2 separate regions of the Mus musculus genome follow, and region 1 is linked to region 2. Evidence: chromatin contacts called from public promoter capture Hi-C data. All regions are on one chromosome and are shown on one strand. The core of a region is the stretch at or near the end of the contact, and the rest is flanking DNA. Distances in the headings are between cores, read along the strand shown.

What was found. Capture Hi-C pulls out chosen DNA fragments and counts their contacts.
Region 1: a promoter capture Hi-C map of liver shows a contact between it and region 2, with 3 times the contacts expected there. The contact joins the promoter of Antxr2 here to the promoter of Cnot6l in region 2. A contact is called at or near these places in 1 of 39 promoter capture datasets (pre-B cells), 2 of 484 Hi-C or Micro-C datasets (CD4 T cells and pre-B cells), 1 of 115 datasets of contacts at active chromatin or transcription factors (thymic regulatory T cells) and 2 of 9 other capture datasets (adipose tissue and liver).

What each region holds. Positions count from the first base shown.
Region 1 is chr5:98,026,751-98,032,488 of GRCm38.p6, forward strand. Antxr2 (anthrax toxin receptor 2) reads right to left here and starts at 4,267. Exons shown (of 17, transcript NM_133738.2): 1 at 3,648-4,267; 2 at 2,834-2,905; 3 at 721-792. The coding sequence starts at 3,799. Gm34226 (a long non-coding RNA gene) reads left to right here. Exons shown (of 3, transcript XR_389370.3): 3 at 595-730. It also overlaps Gm42759.
Region 2 is chr5:96,157,915-96,163,546 of GRCm38.p6, forward strand. Cnot6l (CCR4-NOT transcription complex, subunit 6-like) reads right to left here and starts at 4,076. Exons shown (of 12, transcript NM_144910.2): 1 at 4,023-4,076. Gm52799 reads left to right here and starts at 3,881. Exons shown (of 2, transcript XM_030254979.1): 1 at 3,881-3,977; 2 at 4,225-5,632. The coding sequence starts at 3,881. The coding sequence ends at 4,841.

The DNA of each region.
Region 1 (5,738 bases), core at 3,017-5,516, 1.9 Mb after region 2:
ACTGGGTTTTACAAAAGAAACCTAAAAACTATTTTCACAATTATTTTTTAGAAATTCACACATTCTGTAAACCAAAGCACTGCAGTCGCCCTTGCTTAAAACTGTGGATCAGAAAGAGGTGATCCCGAAATGTGGTTACCACATTCCTTCAGTCAACAAGTATTCACTAACCAAGGTCTTACACACTTTCTGTCAGATGAAGTAAAAATGGAATCATAGCACTCCATTTCTGATCGTAGACTCCACAGTCAAGAAAACAAAAGTAACCCCAGGAAAAGCAGCCATGAGTCAGATACGTGGATGGTTGCTTCCAATGTACCACACTATGATCAGACACCATAGAAAGGGTCACAAGAAATGGTGTGACAATGGACAGGAAAGCCACTCCTTTTCTAAGCACTGAGGGGTAGCAGGGTGTGTGTGTGCGTGTGCGTGTGCGTGTGTTGGCGTGTGTGCAGTCTTTTGTTGCAAGTCACTGAACTTCAGAGAAAGACTAGAAATGTAGAATATATTCCACAACCAATATAGATGATATTGATTTTCAGATGGTCTACTCCTGCATACTCATGCTGCCTCTCCCTTCTGTTCCTGCAGAGCACTGAGTTGTCTGTGTGTTCGCTTGAGCCCACGGAGAGGCCCAGATCACCACACGGCAATATCAATCATGCCTTTATGATTCATCTCTCCTAAAAGCCTGCGCTGAAATGATAATGCACTAACCTGTCTCCAGTTAATGGCAAAATAATGGTTGCTTGGGAAGAAAACACAATGAAGGACAATCTCATTTCAGGGCTGCAAAATAAGGAAAGAGGCAGTTAAAACATTTTCAAAAGAAATATTGGTACAATACAAAAGCAGAGCCAGGAATCTCATTTAAAATTGGTCTCCCTGCACAGTCCCCACTTCCCTTAAATGGAACTCTCTCAGTAGATCAGCTAACTCTGCACAGCCCTCCTGTCTGCACTGCATTTCTTTTTATGCAGTCTGTGCTTCTCCGCTCTCAGAACACTCCTCCACAAATGACTGGCGTTTACATCTAGAAAGAATAACTGGACAGTCTCTAGGCTGCTGCAAGACTCTTTCCTAGAAAAATGTTCCTTCCTTTGACCTTCTCCTACTTCTCTCTGCAGGAGGCCACACCCTTCACTTAGGGCTGGAGAGAAGTCAGCTTAACGTAGAAGCCACGTTATGATAAGAGTCCAGACAAAAGTCACCGTAAATACTGTAAATGCTTAAATATCTTAATAATTACATTTCTTAATACTTTGAGCATTAAGAAATCACCTTTTGACTTGGCATTTCAAATTCCCAATCTATATTCCAGGATTTTGGCACTAATGTCACCAAAAGGTGGTTGTTTTTAGAAAAGCGTATGCTAGTGTTGCTCAGGTCTGAAACTGCAGTTGTGAAACTGAGACACAAGCTGGAAGGTCCAAAGGCCCTAGCTCCTGTAAGCACTGTGCTTGACAGCAGCTATCTTTTATTCATTTCCCCACAACATATAATTAGTAACTGAGCAACTATACTTGAGCCAGAGAACAGTATATGCTATAGAAATCCAAACTTGCAAACCAGATTCAATAAGAGCCTCGTTTTCTTCAAATGTGACATTGAAGTAATCCGTTGCTTTTGAGTAACACTGAATGACATTCTCAGCACATTCAGCGATGGAATCAGAAACTTATAAACAACGGTCTGCTTGGCTTTGACAGTTACAGATCTAAGCTCTTATTTATATTCCCTGCCTAGATGGTTTGACCTCAGACCCTGTCCAGGAACCAGAGTGCTATCTTTGGCTCCTGAAGCAGGAGACTGAAGATTGAACACCGACAGGCATACATTTTTATAGGGACAGCTTTACGGCTGCCAATAACCAAAGCGGGGATTGCCTAGGCCTCTACAGATTGTTTGAAGTTACTTGCAACATGACTTTCAAAATGTTTTGATCATCCAAGCCTGTTTTACAGAAAACATTTGGGCTCAGAAGACTGAGGGAGGCAATATTTAATGACACAGCTCCTATCCGTGTCCCTCCCATTACCCTGATAAACTTGCACTTGTTCCTGGCATCCAAAAAAAAAAAAAAAAAAAAGAAAGAAAGAAAAGAAAAGAAAAAAAAAAAAACAGAAGAGGGTAACCACAGAAAACATTGCATCCAAGGGTTATTTTTAAATAGGGATTGCCACTAATTCCTGGTTACTTCTAAATAAGAGAGTAAGCTGGATTTACCAGCAGCCATGCTTTTTATAGCCGAGGGAAACAGTGTTTGCTAGTGAAGCCTCCTGCATATATAGAACGGTTACATTTTAAACCAGCCACACACCCACACATTGTGTAAACACAACTCATTTCTTTAAATGCACACACACACAAGTGCTTTTTCAGCTAGTGGGTTATTAACACATGTTCATTTAAAGTTTTCCGACACTTTTAAAATGTGGAAGTTTACAGAGCCAAGTGTGTGGAGTTGAAAATATAGTACAGACACTATTAGGATAAAATGTATTTTTTAAATGTGATAAATTATGAGAAAGCATAACTCAAACTCAAAACAGATGAGTGGTCGAAAAGGAAAAGACATTAAGAATTGTATTTGAAGATGTTCCCTCACACCCTGGGCCAAGTTTCTGGGAGCCAGATAAATTGAACTTGCAAGGGTTAGCTGAAAGTCTCGCCTGCACACCATGTGTGAAAGGGCCACCTTGAGACGTTTAAAATTCAACATTTTGATTTCGGGAAAGATTTCCCATGAGAAGGGTTTTAGAACAGGGAAACCCGGCTGTTTGTTCGATTTCCTTTCCAATGCCAAGAAAGGTACGATGGGGAGACATACCTCACAAATCTCTCTGTCAGCTGGTGGACAAAATTATAAATTTCAATCCAGTTATTTGCTACACTGCCAGACCTGAAAAAGGAAGATAAATTGATCAGAAAGACAAAAAGTGGGCCTTAATGGCAAACATTTCTTCAGTTTTAAAAGGCGCATGATGGGGGGTGGAGGTCGGGGGTCAGGGATAGGGGGCGGGGACTGACTCCCCTCTTCAAAGTTAAGTGTGCTTGTTCATGTCCATGTTCAGAGCTGAAACTTTAGTGTTTGGGCTGAATCAAGGAAACCAGGAAGACCACACTTCTTGGGGGGGGGGGGGGGGACACTTGCTTTGTACTGTTTAGAGAGAGACCTGGCTTTTCAAAATAAAAACACAAGCCCTCATTTCTCAGGAAATGCAAGCCACATTGGGTATATTAAGGCTTTCCCCCCCCCCCCCTGGCTCCCAGTGTGATCAGGATAAAATTAGGCAAACTTTAGAATGTCCGTGGGGGTCTAGGGGGAGTATGATAAAGAGGCACAAAAGTTCCTGGGAGGAAACGAGCTGCAGGTGGCCACACTACCGTTTCCCAAAAGATTCCAGGACAAAAAAAGCACTGCACGCCTCTCCTTTGGAGAACCAAGTAGCCCTGGAGTCTCGCAGCCCCTATTCCTGTACAGCTAATGAGCTTGCCTTTGAAAGGAGTCAGCCACATGCACACTAGGGAGAGTTCCCTCGTCGCCTCCCCCAGAATCCAAACACATCTCAACTTCAGTCCTAGCTGATTCAGAGCTGCCCTCCCCCCAGGAGACCCTGACCCCACAGTCCTCCTTCACTCACTTGTCCAGTACGAAGTACAAATCGAAGGCTTTTTTGCAAGAGGGCTGCTCCTGGGCTTGCAGCAACGACCCCGGACCGCCCACAGCCAACAACCACAGGCCAGGGAACAGCCAGCTCCCAGGGCTGCGCGCCCGGGACCGACCGGCCACCATCCTGTGGCCGGGGCCCGGCAGCTCTCTCTGGCTCACAGTCCCTTGGGCTCGGGGTTCTGGGCTCCGGGCTTCACAGAGCAGAGACGTGAAAGAGGCGGAGTCACCGGGGACTCGCCCGGGGGTCAGAGGCTGAGCGGGGCTGGGATGCCCTCTCCAAGCTCAGAGCCACCCAACAGCTGCCACTGAGGAGAGAGAGCGAGGTCCTGGGAGGACAAAGAGAGTCTCCGCAGCCGCCACAGCTGCCGCCGGAACTCTGGGCAAATCCCAGTGGACAGAGTCCAGTTCTCCCACTCCGGATTCCGGAGAGTTGCTGCAGACAATGAGGCCCGCAGCGACAGCTCTCGGGACAAGTTCCTCGCCTCCCGCTGAGTCTCCGGCGCCCACCCGGGAGCAGAAAGGCTGGCGTCTAGCTGCGGTGGTGAGCTGCGGGACAGGCACCCGCGGACCCCACGATCGCCGCGGGAACTCAGCCGAGTCCTCCTCTTCCGCCTCTCTTCCTCGGACCGCCCAACTCCTCGCGGCACTTTATAACTTTCTTCCCTGCCCCAACCTGGCGCCGCGCCGCGCGGGGCGAGCCTCTGCAGCCCGGGATGCTAAGCACCCGGGGGAGCGGCAGGCCGCCGGGCACCTCAGGCCTGGGGGGTGGGAGTGGGCGCTGACCGGTCTGCTCGTGCGAGCCCGAGGGCGGGGCGCCGGGAGGAAGCCCGACGAGCCACACAAGCACACTTGAGGGTTCGTGCTGAGCAGCGGATGACTAACGCCTGCCAGATTTCGGAAGGGAGAGAGGAGTTCTGAAAAACAAACGTCCTCTAGATACTAAACATATCCAACTCTCCCGCAAGCCTGGCCCGGCCTGTTTTCCCCAGCTGTGCTGGAACGGCCCTCCGCGTGGTTTAGAGACTCAGGACCAGCTGTCTCCTGGATAGTGACGGCCTTATGCCTCATCCCTCCGCACCTTTCATCCATCACACACCGACCTAGTGACGCAGGATTTAAGGTTTAAGAAAGGGGACTTCCTCTTTTCTTTCTCTTTTTTTTTCTATTTGATAATTTTTCCATTTTTCATTAATTCTGAGAGTTTCATGCGACGTGTACTGATCATATATATTTTTCACACACACACACCCAACACCTCCCTACCCCTAACTCCTCTGAAATCAACCCTCACCTCCCTACACACACCTCAACTTCGTGTCCCTTTTGTCAAGAACCCATAGACTCCAATTTGAGCAGTCTATATACTCCTGGTCCACGTGGGGACCATTCAATGGAGTAGGTTTAGCCTTCAAAGAACCACACCCTTAAAGAAAACCATAGCCCCACTCGGAAGCCTTCTACTGTGCATAGCTCCAGGGTGACCGGTGGGATTTCATTAAAAAAAAAAAAAAAAAAAAAAAGTTTCCCACTCCATGCTAGCAGGTTGACTGGCTTGATCTTCTGAGGATATTGTGCGACAACCTCAGCGGCTGTGTGTTCATGCATGCAGCAATCCCGTCATGCCCAGAGGCCAGCGCTGAGCTGTAGTGCCCCTGACCTAGAGTTCTGTGAATCTTTTCACTCACCTTACTCCCACCCTTTGTGGATTGTCCTGGAACGTTAAGGAGGGCTTGTGATTTGTATGTCCCATTTGTGGCTGGGCAATCCACGAGCATTTATTCTCTTCGATTTGACCATTTGTGGGTTTGTGCATTAACCACCATCCCCTGCACTGAGAAACTTGTCTGATGAGGTCTCAGAGTTGCGCTGGCTGATCTACAAGTAGAGAGACATGAATTCAGAGGGTCGTTTGCTTTGATGTCCATTTATTTGACATCAAAGTAATAGGTTCATTCCTGTGGCCCATGAGCACCACAGCCACAGGCTCTTGGAGTATCTTGGAGAAAGATACGTTTCTTTCTGTGGAGTGAGCCTTAATCCCAATCAGAAAACAGTTATCACC
Region 2 (5,632 bases), core at 2,826-5,325:
GAATGGATACCAAGAACAAGTAAAGAGATCATGAGGAGGGAAAAGGGACAGGACGACTAAGAACATATATAACATGAAACCATAAAGTGGGTCAAGATAAAAACAAAGAGGATTAAAGGGTAGGAGAGATGGGGTTAAATCAAAACAAATTTTGTTTGAAACTACCATAGTGATACCTAAAACTTTGTATGTTAGATAAATGAAAGTACATTTGCCTTCTAATAAAGCTGTCCCTACGTGTGTGTGTGTGTGTGTGTGTGCACTACTCCCATTAGATATATTAACAATTCTTTCATTAAAAGTACAGATTTATCGAATTATCTGAAGGGGAACTGGTCACAGGGGAAAGGTTGCAGACGAAGCTGCAGATACAGATCTTGAACCTTAATGGAGCCAGAGTGGAACCAGTGACCCTGCACACACATGCATTCTCGAGTGTCAAATTTTTCAGTGGATATTTATAATAATTTTTTAAAGACTTATTTGTTATTATACATAAGTACACTTGTAGCTGTCTTCACACACACCAGAAGAAGGCATCAGATCTCATTACAAATAGTTGTGAGCTACCATGTGGTTGCTGAAATTTGAACTCACAACCTTCGGAAGAGCAGTCAGTGCTCTTACCTGCTGAGCCATCTCCGAAGCCTGGATGTTTATATATTAAAACTTTCACCGAATATTTTGAAACTTTAGAAAATCTCACTTTTAACTTACAAATTTTAGAAAATACTAAGATTATTGATTAAGACAAAGATAAGATCTAACTAGGAAAACTGAGCGTTTGAAGATTCATTTTCTTACTTTGTATTATATGTTTATATATCTATATGTGGTTGATGTGCACTGAATGTAGGTACCCTCTGAAGCCAGAAGAGGGTGTGAGATCCCCTACAGCTGTCAGTCACTTGTGAGCTGCACAACATGGGTACTAGGAACCCAACTCTGGTCCTCTGAAAGAGTACAATGTTCCTTTCATTGCTCAGCTACCTCTCCAACCCCCCAAACTAGTATTTTTAAGGGACTTAATGAAATCATTCACACATTCTCACTACTGTCTTTATCCTCATTCCCTAAAACATAAAACAAGCAAGCAAGTAAGCAAACAAACCTCTTAAATTAGAACCAAGTGAAATGCAAATGCCTCTAATTGCCATAAGGGGGCTAAGGCGAGAGGATTGTAAGTTTTTGGTAAACCTGCTCTACAAGACAAGACTCTCAAAAACAAACACTTAATTTTAAAAAGTATAATTCTTCTAACCTTTCCACTGGTTTTACTTTACACCCCTCACCATTATGGTTTTCCAAAAACATAAATTTAAATTTAAAAAAATTAAAACTCAATAAATAGCACATTTACTACCCACTCTATACAAAATAGAAACAGCAGATTATTACAGGATGGTAGAAAAACTCAGAAAGATGCTCCCAAAGGTTTTATTTACAAGAATCTGTCAACCTGAACTAAAAGAATTATGTAACAGTTTTGTAACATTTATTGTTTGTGGCTGTATATAAAATCTACTTCTTTCATCTATTCTGATGTTTGATTGTAATCAACTTACAGAACTTAGGATCCTCTCCCAGGGACTATGTTTTTAAATTCATTAAAAAGTAATGAAACTAAAACTAATCAAAAATAATAAATATAGCAAGTTTGGCTATTTTCTATAAACTAACATGCAAGGCTACATTGACAATTTTACGTCTAGAAAAAAAAAAAGGACATCTCATATGCTTACACAGACTTTATGTATATTAAAGGCCTCTGAAATACTTTTTCTCCTCATTGCTGGGACCCAAACCCAGGGCCCACATATTTGTACACAAAGCTACATCCCCAGCTGTATTTTCTCGACCCCCTAACTCACAATTAAGCAATATTGCTACAGGTAATTAATGAGTATTTGTACTTAAAAACTTTTCGATACTTATAATCAGAGCAGTAGCAGGCAGTAGTAAAAGATCGCATCTACTATATGCCAAACATGTTTTCTCAATGGCCTCTCACAACCTTACTGAAAGAGTATCATCTTCCTGATACAAGAAAACAGATACACAAATCCTAGACATCAAGAGAACATGACAATAAGTATTAATGACATGGCCATGGTTCTAACTAGTCTGTAAAAGTTAAGACCCTTTTCCTATTAAACTCCACACTTCGGCTGTTCCTCGAGTAATGTTGATAGAAACAGCTTTTTACTTCTCCTCTCCCCACCCCCACCCTCCCATTGAAGAACATACTGTTTCTCTGTGAGCCTAGGTTCAGAAAAGAGCAATCTCTGGTCATTACAGTGACCACGACCTAAAAGCTTCAAATGATACAGTATTGTGTGACTCCACCCACAGTCAAGGTCTAGCTGTGTGGTCTAACTAGACCCAAATATAAAAAGTGAGGTTAGTCGGCAACTAAAATACCGTTTACATACAGTTCTGAAATGCCCTATTCACTCAGTGGCAGATTTACCTTTATTTCCGCTTTTTGTTTTGAGATAGCTTTCCAGGAGCACACAATAAATTGACCATAGAGGCTGATGATCTAGGTTTGGGAGACTTAAGGAAAAACACGTTTGGTTGCACATGACTATCTCCATGGAGAATTAAGATAACGAGAATCAGTAAGATAGCATCTAAAACTGCTGTAGCGTGCCTTCACTGTGTACAAACAGCTCAGCTAAACTCCTGAACACAATCCGCCTAAACAGTCTAAGCTAAATAAGCCGCCGGTAGGGTTAAGATGACAGCTCCGGGAACTTCCTCTTCCTCACTGACCTCCTCAGTTCTGTGTCCACGCCTTTCCCTCTAGGAGGCAGGATATAAGCCATTTCAAATTCACAAAATTGATCCAATCCCACCAACACCACAGGCCAACAAGGCCAGTTTCCCTTTCTTCCTCTCTGCCTTTCCAGAGTGATTTCCAGGGAAGTGAAAAATCTAACCAACGATAAAGTATCCGCTGCAACAACTGCAACAACAAAGAACGTATTTACTCAAGCCTCTGCTCGCACAGCCTTAAAGGACGGACGGAAAGAGGAGATCCGAACCCCACGAATTCCGAGATTTCCTGTTTTGATTCACTTTCCCTCGGGTTCCCCACGCCAGCCTGGGAAGGCCTGCAGTTAGAACGCCAAAATATGCCTTCCTCTCCCCTTGGGAGACGCGGAGGCGGCACAGGCGACCACGATCCGCGTGTCCCGCCCCCGACCCTCACCTGGCCAGGCCCGGGGCAGCGCCCGGGGCCCGCGCGAGGACGGAGTCCCAGGAGCGTCTGGGGAGGCCACCGGGCGCGAAGACGGTTAGGCCGCGCTGCAGGCCGGCGCGCTTCCTGCCGCGGCCCCGGCCTCGGGAACCGCGGCCCGAGCCCCCGCTGCCCGCCGCCCGCCGCCGTGGGGGCCGCACTGCCTCCCGCGTCCACGGCGTGGGTTCCCGCCGAGCCGTTCTCACCTGTGAGGCTCTGAGCCCCGGCCTCGAAGCGGAAGGACCTCGACGCTCTGGGGTCCCCGACTCCGTCCCCCTCCCCACACGCACACGGCCTGGAACCCGCGCCCCCTGAGGCGACGCGGGCCGGCTCCCGCCGCCCGACACACACACACGCAGACACACACACACGCGACACACACGCACACCCACTCGCCGCGGGGCCGCCTCCCGCCCGCCAAAGTCCCAACTCACACACCCACACACGTTCGTCCCTCGCCCACCTCACTTCCCCGGGGAGACGCGCTCCCCCTCGCTCCACTCCCGGTCCGACTCCGAGGCACGGAAACACTCTACCTCATTCTCCTCCGCGGGCCCTGAACGAGCACCAGCAGCCATTTCCCCGCGGCTGGGGAAACACACACACACAAACACGCGCGCGCGCACCAGGGCCCCACAGATGCTCCCCTCCAGACCTCAGACGCAAACACAAACACCCACGCCCGCCCGCTCACCCCGAGGGGCCGCGGCGGCGGCGGGAGGCCGGGCCCCGGAAGGCGAGCGCGCAGGGCCGGGAGTCGAGGCCCGCGCCCCCTCCTCACCTGCATTCAGCGCGCCAGGGTCCGGACGGCGGCGACGGCGGCGGCGGCGGGGCGGCTGCTGCTGGGGCTGCGGCGGCGGGGGAGGCGGCGGCGGCGGTGGCGGCGGGGCTGAGGGCAGTAAAGACATGCAGGCAGCCCGCCGGGGGGAGAGGCACCGGCCGGAGGGGACGCGGGGCGGGCGGGCCGGGCCGGGCCGCCTGAGGAACCACCGAGGCGGCGGAGGGCGGCCGAAGGGAGCGCAGAGCAGACGGATCGGGGGGCGGGGAGGGGGGACGCGGGCCGCGCCGCGCAGGACCGGGGCGACCGGGGCGCGTAGGAGAGGGCCCGCGGTCGCCGGAGACGCCGCTGCGAAAGCCTCGCGGAGCCCGCCCTTGGCCTTGGCCTCCTGGCGCTGAGGCTGCCGCCGCCGCGGGGGTCGATGCCGAGCCGGGTCGCTGCCGAGGCCGGGGCCGAGGAGAGAGAAAAAGAGAGGGAGAAGAGAGAGAGAGAGACGCGAGCTTTCGATGCCTTCGCTCTAATTCACACACGCTCACAACCCCGAGGGCCGGGGAGAGAAGTCCAGGCGCTATCGCTTTAGAGATTAATAACAAGGTGCAGAGAGTGCGAGGAGGAGGAGGAGGAGAGTTGATTGACGTGGAGGGGCTGGCGGGAGTCAGTCACTCCCCGGCGCCGAGGGGTGGGGTGAGGGGAAGGGGGCGGGGCCCCGGCGCGCCGCGCTTCGGGAGTTGCGCGTGCGCGCGGGACGGCCAAGCGCCTGGCTCGCTTCTTACCGTCGCCCTCGCTGGTGTTTTGGGAAAAAAAAAAAAACTGCTTTATTAGATTGAGTGGAGGGTAGAAGCCGAGAAGACTCGTACGATTAGCAGAACCTAGGTGCTGATGCTGGGGATGGGGAAGGGACACGCGGGTGCTTGCACTGTTTCCTGACGCTGGCCCACGCAGGCCCACAGCAGAGCTCAGGGCATTCTGGGTGGTTAATTAAGGAGACCTCAGGTGAGGTGGAACGACCCAAGGAAATGTTTTCTGACGTCCTCAGTGGGTTTCTTGACTTCTTCTTCTTCTTTTTAAAAACAGCATGTGTAAATTGCATGGCGGGAGGTGGGTTTAAAAGCCTATGACGCTCTGCGATAACCCCGTCCTATTTTTAATCCTCTCTCGCGATAAAATTGTATTTGGCAGTTTGCGGCGGTTACGGAGTGAAAACATTTAAGTGTAAACTGGAAATATTATTGGTTACCGTGTGAATGGAGCTTGCTATTTTAAGTCCGGAGGATTTTACTTGTGCCACCTGAAGCTTCTTCCAACAAAGCTAGAAGCAAATTGCATGTGCTCTGCAAGGCAGAGTGCTGCCTTGGATTTTGCACTTTTCCGTCTCTCCCGGCGCATGGCTCTGTGCTGGGTATTTACCGACGCCGGTCCAGAGTCGATTCAATATGTTTTATTCTCAAATATATGTTGTTTTCAGCACTCTTAAGGCACCGTGTTGGTTGCCTTTTTCTCAGGCCTTGTTATTGAATGTTTAAAGCCTTTATCTTTTGAGAGAAGAAGGGGGTGCAATTATAAATGCAAATTATTTATGGAGAACTGAACTGCATTTTCTTCTTGTTACCAGG